Regions from separate parts of the Mus musculus genome. Here region 2 is linked to region 1. Evidence: chromatin contacts called from public HiChIP or PLAC-seq data. All regions are on one chromosome and are shown on one strand. The core of a region is the stretch at or near the end of the contact, and the rest is flanking DNA. Distances in the headings are between cores, read along the strand shown.

Evidence for each region. HiChIP or PLAC-seq counts read pairs in DNA pulled down with a chosen protein or histone mark.
Region 2: a contact with region 1 is called in an H3K4me3 HiChIP or PLAC-seq map of forebrain, with 5 times the contacts expected there. The contact joins two enhancer-like sites. A contact is called at or near these places in 3 of 39 promoter capture datasets (cranial neural crest, frontonasal cranial neural crest and second pharyngeal arch cranial neural crest) and 12 of 115 datasets of contacts at active chromatin or transcription factors (astrocytes, craniofacial prominence, embryonic basal ganglia and 9 more).

The regions. Positions count from the first base shown.
Region 1 is chr9:41,271,245-41,275,706 of GRCm38.p6, reverse strand. No RefSeq gene overlaps it. Among named protein-coding and RNA genes, the nearest start is that of Gm25401, 66 kb to the left of the region's middle. Within about 2 kb of position 2,411, at least 110 of the 459 cell types and tissues checked have an H3K27ac peak or open chromatin away from gene starts, as enhancers often do. A contact at or near this core is called in astrocytes and forebrain, where this site is marked.
Region 2 is chr9:41,588,289-41,592,750 of GRCm38.p6, reverse strand. It overlaps Mir100hg (Mir100 Mirlet7a-2 Mir125b-1 cluster host gene), which reads right to left. Exons shown (of 5, transcript NR_131928.1): 5 at 2,732-2,777. Among named protein-coding and RNA genes, the nearest start is that of Mir125b-1, 8.6 kb to the right of the region's middle. Within about 2 kb of position 2,395, at least 60 of the 459 cell types and tissues checked have an H3K27ac peak or open chromatin away from gene starts, as enhancers often do. A contact at or near this core is called in astrocytes and forebrain, where this site is marked.

The sequences.
Region 1 (4,462 bases), core at 1,162-3,661:
ATTCTTCTGGGAGTTGGAGAAAGACAATAACGTGCAAATGACTCTGACAGAGCCAGAGTATTGAAACTCATAGTAGAGTGTAAATGTGGGCACAGCAAATGGCCTGATTTTACAATGGAAGCACAGATGACTTTATAGGTGTAAGTGATTGTAAGGGTTAAAAAAGCAAGAGTTTATGACCCGTAAGCATTAGATGAGCCCTGCTAACCTCAGTGTCCACAGAGTTCTCCTCAGGTGCAGTCACCCTTGTTCATTTATATAGTGTCTAAAGTCACCCTGGCACACAGAATCAGCACAGGCCGATGGCCTGCAGAGCCATAGAAAATATGAAAACATGGCTCTTTATAAGAACAAATGCTGGTAAATCATGATGCAGGCAGTCATTTCTGCAGTAATGTTCGTTTTGTTTGAGGGGGCTGGAAAATGGGGAAGAGAAGTAGGTGGGACTCATGTCTATTTAAAAACCAGAAAAGTACCTAGTGTGACCAATACTTGGGAGGTAGAGGCAGAGGCAGGGGGATCAGAATTTTAAAGCAAGTACACACATGCACCCATGCACACGCACACACACAATTAATAAACAAAAACAAAATAGAGAAAGGAAGAAAAAAATCATCAACCTCATAATGCCACCTTTGATCCACCCTAGACATAAAAAAGTCAACCACCTACTTTATCAGTTCAAAGTCGATTAAAAGTTATAATAATTAACACCACCTTCCATAATGTCCCACAATGCACCTCGTGCAGCCAGCTCCCTGACACCCATCTCTTCAGAGGCTTTTTTTGGGGGGGGGGAACTAAGGGGAGGCATGTTGGTTGGTGGATGGAACAGAGATGTAAGCATTAAAAATTACTGAATATGGGTGGCAGTGGGGCACACCTTTAATCCCAGCACTCTGGAGGCAGAGGCAGGAAGATCTCAAAATTCCAGACCAACTACAGAGTGAGTTCCAGGACTGGGCTCCACAGAGAAATCCTTGGGGCTGGAGTGGGAGGGGCGATACTGAATGGAAGTCACGTGGGTAGCAGTGCTCCTTCTACAAAACCACAGCATCATTCCTTTGTTTGTCTTTAAAAGTCGGTTTGTTTGTGTTTCACATATTCATTACAAACTCCTTTAGGGCAAACCTGAATGTATTTTTTGATTGCACTTTTTCACTGGTGGCGACTAACACTGAAACACAAAGGTATCTGTGATAAATGAATGATTGATTGAGCAGATGAATGAATGAATGAATGAATGAATGAATGAATGAATGAATGAATGAATGAATGACGAAAGCCAGGAGATGTGAATTCTCTTACATTGGGAAGAAACCTGTGCAGCACTTCCCAGAGTACCTGTCTCTCAGCCAAGAGCATCTCTCTCCTGTGGACAAGGAACTTGAGGAATCAGCCCTGCCAACTTTCCAGCAGGTGCTTCCATGATCTGAAAGGACCAGAGTACTCCATGCCTGGTGTGAGGACTTCACAAGCATTTGCACACACAAGCAGCTCACTAAGTTCGGCTCAGGTGGCTAAAATCCAATTTTTACTCCAGGGACAACTCGCCTACTTAAGTTGACTGAAAGCACCCGGCAAACCACCTACCGAAACCCTCCCCTTTGTCCCTGTCGGTGTGCAGATGATTCGCCAAAGTGTACACACCCCAAATTTATACAGTGTGCCTCAAGATGTCCTTTGTAAGAGGGAGTCGCTGGGAAAACAGCACTTTACAAAAGAGAGCATCAGTCTAGGGGAGGTCCAGCGATGCGGCTGTAGCAGCTCCTGCCACCTCGCAGAGTTCCTAGATAATAGTTCTTTTTTGTCTCCTTCCCTTCTTAAGTCGGTGCAGGGTGGGGTCGGTGGAGGCGAGGGGGATCCAGTCGTTAAAATCTATCTGAGACGCCTACTTGGAGTTCTCTGGGATTTGTGAAAATTTGAGCCTTTCCTAAACAACAAAGAAATCAAGATTCTGGGAAAAGCCCACGCCCCTCTAAGGCTGCTGGTGTGAAATAGAATCGCACCGGGCAATGTTAGCTAGCCATATTACTCTGCGAAGGTGCTCGCAGCTGCAAAGCCTTACAGAAGGAAAGCTGCAGGGCTGGGACCCCACGTCCAGGGGGAGAGCTGGGGCCTCGATGCAGGGGGATGCCCAGACATCGGCCCCGCCCCCATCCCTCCCTCCCTCCCTCCCAGTGGTCATGGCTGAGCAGCCTCGGGTCCGGGTTAAACAAAGAGACTGGTGTGCCTTAGCGGGGTAAAAATCTTTCTTCTCCCTTCGTGCAATAGGTGATATGTAGTAAATTAATAACAGAAAATACCGTAGCCAAAAAATATGGCAGTATTAGAGATCTGGCCCCTTCCTGCTCTTCCATGTCCCTCCCTGACTGCCTTGCAGCTCAGCAACCAGGACCAGACAGCCACCCCCCCCCTCCCTCCTTAGCCATCATTCCCCGCCCCCTTCAAAACTCTTTTATTATCAGTTGAGTCACGTCTCCTGCCAAGCAAAAGGTCATTTCAGGTCATCTTGGAGACGAAAGGACGGGATAATACATTTGAAGGTGCTGGAATTGGCAAGTCCGCGTGTATATATGTATATGTATATATATATATATATATGAGTAAGGGAGAGGGAGAGAGAGAGAGAGAGAGAGAGAGAGAGAGAGAGAGAGAGAGAGAGAGAGAGAGAGAGAGAGAGAGAGAGGTGCCAGCATGCTCAACTCTGCCAGGAAGAGAAGAAATATTTCAAGGCATGACAGGGGCAGCTAGCTGCCCAATCTGTAGCTAATTCCTTATAAAAATAAGAATGTGGTTTATAATTGTGTGCTGCCTGAAGGGTCATTAAAGTTTCTAATTGTTCTCATCCAGTATCTCTTTTCTGGCCATTCATCAGAGAAAGGGTTGCAAAAGTGTTTGTTGTGGAAAGGAAGTGGGGGTGGGGGCCCGTTGTGGGGAGAGGGCAGACTGGGACCTGGAGTAGACTGACTGCGTGGCACTTTCAGGATTTTAGAACCACAAGAGGAAAGCGGACAGCGTGTTTAAGAGTCTCCACAGCACGCACCGGTTGCTTTGTTTTGAGATGAGGAAAGCAAAATTTGCAAATAGTATTTTTCTATGCTGTTTACAAGGACTTTCTCCTCCTCCCCCTTCCTCCTCCTCCCCCTTTCTCTTCCTCCTCCTCCTAAAGAAGATGTCTTCTAACTTTTCTGAGTTGTTAATTCAGTATTATTTCAATAAAGACAATTAGCAGCCTCTGAATTCTCACCAAATACATTTTTTTCCTTCCTTTCCATTCCCACTGCAGTATTTGAATGCCCTGGATTGGCTTCACAGTTTTTTCTAAGAAACAAGAACTACTCTTCTTACTCTTCTTCCTTCCTCCTCTTCCTCTTCCTCTTCCTCTTCCTCTTCCTCTTCCTCTTCCTCCTCCTCCTCCTCCTCCTCCTCCTCCTCCTCCTCCTTCTTCTTCTTCTTCTTCTTCTTCTTCTTCTTCTTCTTCTTCTTCTTCTTCTTCTTCTTCTTCTTCTGTTTTTATTTTAAATAAGACACATGCCAACAGCAATGTGTCCAGGGAGCTAGAGGTTTGGGTAATAAATTATTTGCTCCCACATTCCAAAGTATCTTACATGGAAAGTCCCCATCCACCCTACCTCCCACCAATGGCCTCTATTCCTCCCTGTCTTACTAGCTGTCCTGGTTTGCTTTCTGTTGCTGTAATAAAATACTGACCAAATGCAACTTGGGGAGAAAGGTGGTTCACTTTATCATAAACTATACAATCCATCATGAGGGAACCAGAAGCAGAACCCATAATGAATGCTGCTTAAACTGGCTTGCTTCCAAGATCACCTCCAGCTCCCTATCTTATACCCAGGACCACCTGCCCAAGGGTAGCATGGCCCACAGAGAACTAGCCCCGCCACCACTACCTTCCATCAATTAACAATCAAAAATATATATATTCCCACAGACACATAACCAGCCAATTTGGTGGAGGCAATTCCTCAAGTGAGGTTTCCTCTTCTTGGGTGTCTCAAGTTTGTGACCAAACACACTAGCCAAGTTCCATCTACCATTCCCTATTCAAACCATACCCAAAGATGTTACCTGGAGGAGCTTTTTAGAAACCACCAGTTAAAGGTAGGCTGGTGAGTGACTGGGTCTGTCATAGTAAAAACAAAGAGATAGCATGACCTTTTTGCCTGGACTCAGCCCATCCTGAAGCCTCTCCATGGGAAGTATCTTCTAGCATCCGGGCTCCACATATCTCTCAGTCATCTCCCTCTATGCTTACTCTCCCACTGCAGGAAAAGCACATTGGCTGAAGCTGCACCACCTCACCTGTTGTTGGTGTCACGTGTTTCTGAGAAACGAAATCATTTGTGTCTCTGTTGTAGCTGTTGAGCACAGAAACCTCAGTTTTCTAGATGTTTGAAAAGAACAGGTTACGTCTATAGGAAAGTGATTACTGTGTAGA
Region 2 (4,462 bases), core at 1,146-3,645, 320 kb before region 1:
TTGTGCTTGGGCTACTCTTTAACAACAAACCTGTTTATTTATGAGATCAGTGAGAACAGTGTAAGACAGAGCCAACAAGCATTTTGAAAAAAGAGAACAGTCAAAGCCATGACCAGGACTACATACAACAATGTCAAACAGCTAAGTAGAAAATTACATCAGTTAAATATCCAGGTACCTCAAAAAGTTAGACATCTGTCCCTTAGCCTACCCAGTTTAACGGTCTCATTCAAGACAAAAATCACAATCTGGACATCTATGTTATTTAGATGGACAATTTATTAATCACTGTGAAATGTCAATCAAATGTAGAGTGGCTGAAAGCCAAGAATGCGATTTTTAGTTCTAGGTTTTTATGGCCAAAGTCTTCTTGAATTAGTGATACAGATAAATGAAGATTACACCACAAAATGACTAGTGGTATTTGTTAATACCTAACTATTTCTGGAACAGTCATAGATAAACATTTATAGCACTTGCAAATGATTGCCATAGGTCAGGTTGGTTGAGAAGATGCACAATGGATTGGATTGGTGCAGGTGAACTAATGACTCCATGGCTGGATTAAAGAAGGAGTATATATACAACATTGGCTATTCTGTGTTCTTTGGGGACAGATCATTGACAACTTCTTGACATAGATACACTAGTTCATAGCTGTATTTAACATTGACATGAGTACCAAGGAAGGAAGAAACTAGATTTTATGAGATCCAATCTATGCAACATTGGTGCCTTTAGTCAAATACAAGTTCATGTTTCTTTAGGACAGGGTGGAATAATTTAAAAGCCATTGAAAGAGGACTTAGTTTCTGGTCTTTGTTGGGACATTTCCAATTAAGTGGGCGGTTTTGTTTATTTTGTTGTTTGGTTGGTTGGTTTGATTTGAGTTTTTGTGGGGAGGGGTGTCTTTTTGTTGTTTGTTTGTAAAGTCACTCTGATTACAGGTTGTAGATTTACATCTTCTGTCACAAAGTACTATAACAGGTAACTTAAGGCCCTTCCCTTACTGCTCTTAAAACTTTGAGATTTCATGCAGAACTAAATCAAAAGTCTCAGACCAAAATGAAGAAGAAACATACAAACTGCTGGCAAGCAGTGTATTTCACTAAATTCTCAATTTTCTTCCATGAAAATACGTTTTATCATTCTGGTATAATTCAGCATGGAAGTAGGAAATACTGTGGCTGTAAGTCAGCAGAAAAGCCATGTCTTTCTGTAGACAGGCATTAAGGGCTATGGTAAAGGTGACAACTGTGTTGGGACTCATCACAAAAGTCAGACTAGGGACTGAGTTTCATGACCACAACCTTGAATGTGCATAGCTGCACGTAGCACCTTGGCCAGGCGCTCAACCTCACCAAAATCAGTTCCTTCACCTGTGAAAGGTGGATAATGTGTCGTTTTCATAGCAACCATGAGATTTAATATGCAAAACATTTTCTGTATGGAATAAACTTGGTAACAAGCAATCACGAACAGAAGAATCATGACTTCTATTCAGGAATCACCAACCAATCTTTGTAGTGACACAGAACTGGAACTTTAGTTCTAGTTTGGTTTAGGTGACATTCGGGGTGGGGGAGGGGAGATACCTGTGTGCAGCATCTCTACTAGACACACAGACAGCGGTTCCAAGTGTCAGGCAAAATCAAGACGAGATATGTGTAGTCTCCAAGACTCACCATGTGGATCTCCTCTGCCCGTCTGCTGCTTACCCTTATGCTTGCATTAAGGACTCTATTTTCTCCTATCTTCCCATTTATCTAGTTTTGTTTTTACATCCTTTAAAGGTTGATTTCCCATTCTCTCTTTAAGGGAGCATCCTTCCTTAAGCAAACCCACTTGGCTCCCTCCAAGGACGTTGTCTTTTGTGTCGTTGCTGTTCTTATTGTCTCCTGACTCAGTTTATCACTACACTTCAGGAAGCTTCTGCACCTTTGTCTGGCTTGACGTTGACCCCTGGCAGCAGCCATAGTATGTCACAGAGTCAAGCTCCCTGCTCAGAGTCTGGGAGCATGGTGTGGTGTTTCTGTGTGGTGGTGTGAGCATCTCTGTGGATCGCCTGTGACTGCTTTGCTGTCTTTTCCAACTGCTTTTTATTTTCTAGATCACTCTCAAGAACGAACACTGTGTTTTGATAAAAATAACTCTCTCCCCCCCCCAAAAAAAATCCAGTCTCTTCATACATTAACACATTTGGGCAAAGCTTTTTACACTCGTACAGTAACAAGCATATTCATACCAGGATCCAAATGGAAGGAGCATCAATCTGAACGAGACAGGGATACACACAAGGAAGGGCATGGTTTTGACTCATGAGTGTTCTGGGCTTCTCTGCTTCTTGCAAAGATTACTACTGGCTGCAACTGCACCATGTGGGTGGCTGCTGGGCAGGAGGGGCCTCTTCAGCTGGTCACTGGCTTTGTTTCAACTTCACAGTTGGCATGAGCGTCCGTCAGTCTGAAGCCTCTGCAGTCTTTTTCCTTTCACTGGGGAGACATTACTGAGAAAGGGGGCTATAGGACCAGCTGAAAGGAACATCAGAACAACTAGAAAGATAATAGAACATGTCACAGACAGTTATCACATTGACTGTTTAATGGAAGTGATTTGGGACACTGGAGAGACAATGCTCTTTCTAACTACAGCAGAAATGCTACCTCACTTTAACAACAAAAAGTGGCTTTCTTCCATTGTTCGCCTTGCTCAAGAATCAATGCAGCAGCAGTCTTGTGTCAGTGTGTACAAAGAAGAAAGCTTCAGGTCTACCCTCCCTGAAACAGAACACACAGGCACAGAGCAAAAGATCACAGGACACAGAGCACAGTCAAATGAGTCCTAGGAATGAAGGCAAACTAAGTTGGTTGTAGGTGCCTAACTGCTGCAATACAGGAGTGAATGGAGGCACTGGAATTAGTGGGTGTTCATTGCTTAGCCCCTTGAATATGTCTTGGTATTTTCAGTGCCGGCCATAGAGCTTGGCACATGGTACTGAAATAGAAAGTGTGAGGGAGAAAGGGAAGGAGGGAGAGAGAAAGGGAAGGGAGGGAGTAGTGATAAAGAGAAAGGAAAAAGAAAAGGGAAAGAAGGAGAGGGTATGAGGGAAAAGAAGGAGAGTGTAGGAGAAAGGGGAAAAGGGAGACAGTAATGAAGGAAGGCAGGAGTTACTGGAATATTGGGGCACCCAGGAAGGAAATTAGTCAGCTGTAAACATGTCAAAGATTTGGAGACTGGGGAATCCAGTTTGGCTTAATAAAAGAAGGGGTTTTACATTCTGAGTGGTTTGAGAAAAGGAGATGGGGTCATTTCCAGATGGCCTTGAACATGTCAGTGTCTCGTTTGGGAAGTGCACTGTGGTCAAGTGACCATTGTAGGCTCCTGAAAAGAACATGACCACAATTCAAATAAACCAAGGGGAACAAGAAACACAGAACTTATAGGCAGCAATCCAATGGAGTAAATAAACCACACCACAAGAAATCACAGGATAGCAGAAGGGCTGGGGAGAGGGTGTGGTCTAAAACAGAAAGGCAGTGTCTGGATATCTTCCAAGTTAATGTTGAAGGATGTGGCTTTATAACTGGGATCAAGAATTCACTTCTCCCTTTGGGAAGCTTTAGTTTTCTTTTCTTTTGCCCCTAGGCTGCTTTTTTTTCTGTCACCATCCCTCCCTGAAAAATAAACTCCAATCTTAGGTGCTTTCTCAACAAGATAAAGCAGATTAGTAACAAATGACCCTGGAGGTGGAATCAGATGTAACTTTGAAGGGCAACTGATGGTACCAATGGACAAATAAGTTCACAGGTTTTGGCCTTGCTCCTATTGCCCCCTATACTATGACATAGCTTCAGTAATTCTGAGAGGGGGTAAGCACTGAGACCCTACCTAGCCTGACCCACTTACTCACTTCACAGATAAGGATATTTGAGAAGAGAGCTATTAACGCTTCTCTCTTACTCTGCAGAAGTAGTTATGAATGAGATGGATTTGCAAGTGGTTTTTTAGTTAACTAAAGCCTTTGACATCGACTTCTCCTTTATACTCACACAATGGAAACGCATCAATGAGCTAGGCACGCTGAACGGGATACACCACGGCACATACTGTATTAAATACTTGGAGTATTTGAGGATGCTGACTCTCTAGAGGAGACATCTAACTGGTAGAATGACTTAGGGTAAATGCTATGCCCAGGCAATGCATTTTGTAAACAGTGATATTGGGGATGTTAAGCTTTGGCATGCATGTACGACTCATTCGTGAATAAATTAGCATGGTATTGCATTAAGAAAAGACAGTGCCTATAATACTGCTATGATTCATAAAGGTAGTGACTAATGGAAAGCCCAAGAATATGTGAGAAGATTGAAAAAAAAAAAAAAAAAGAAACAAGCTATATATGGCTTTGATGTTTTATATAGCCAACCCATGCAAAACAGGCTTTTATATGCTATGTATA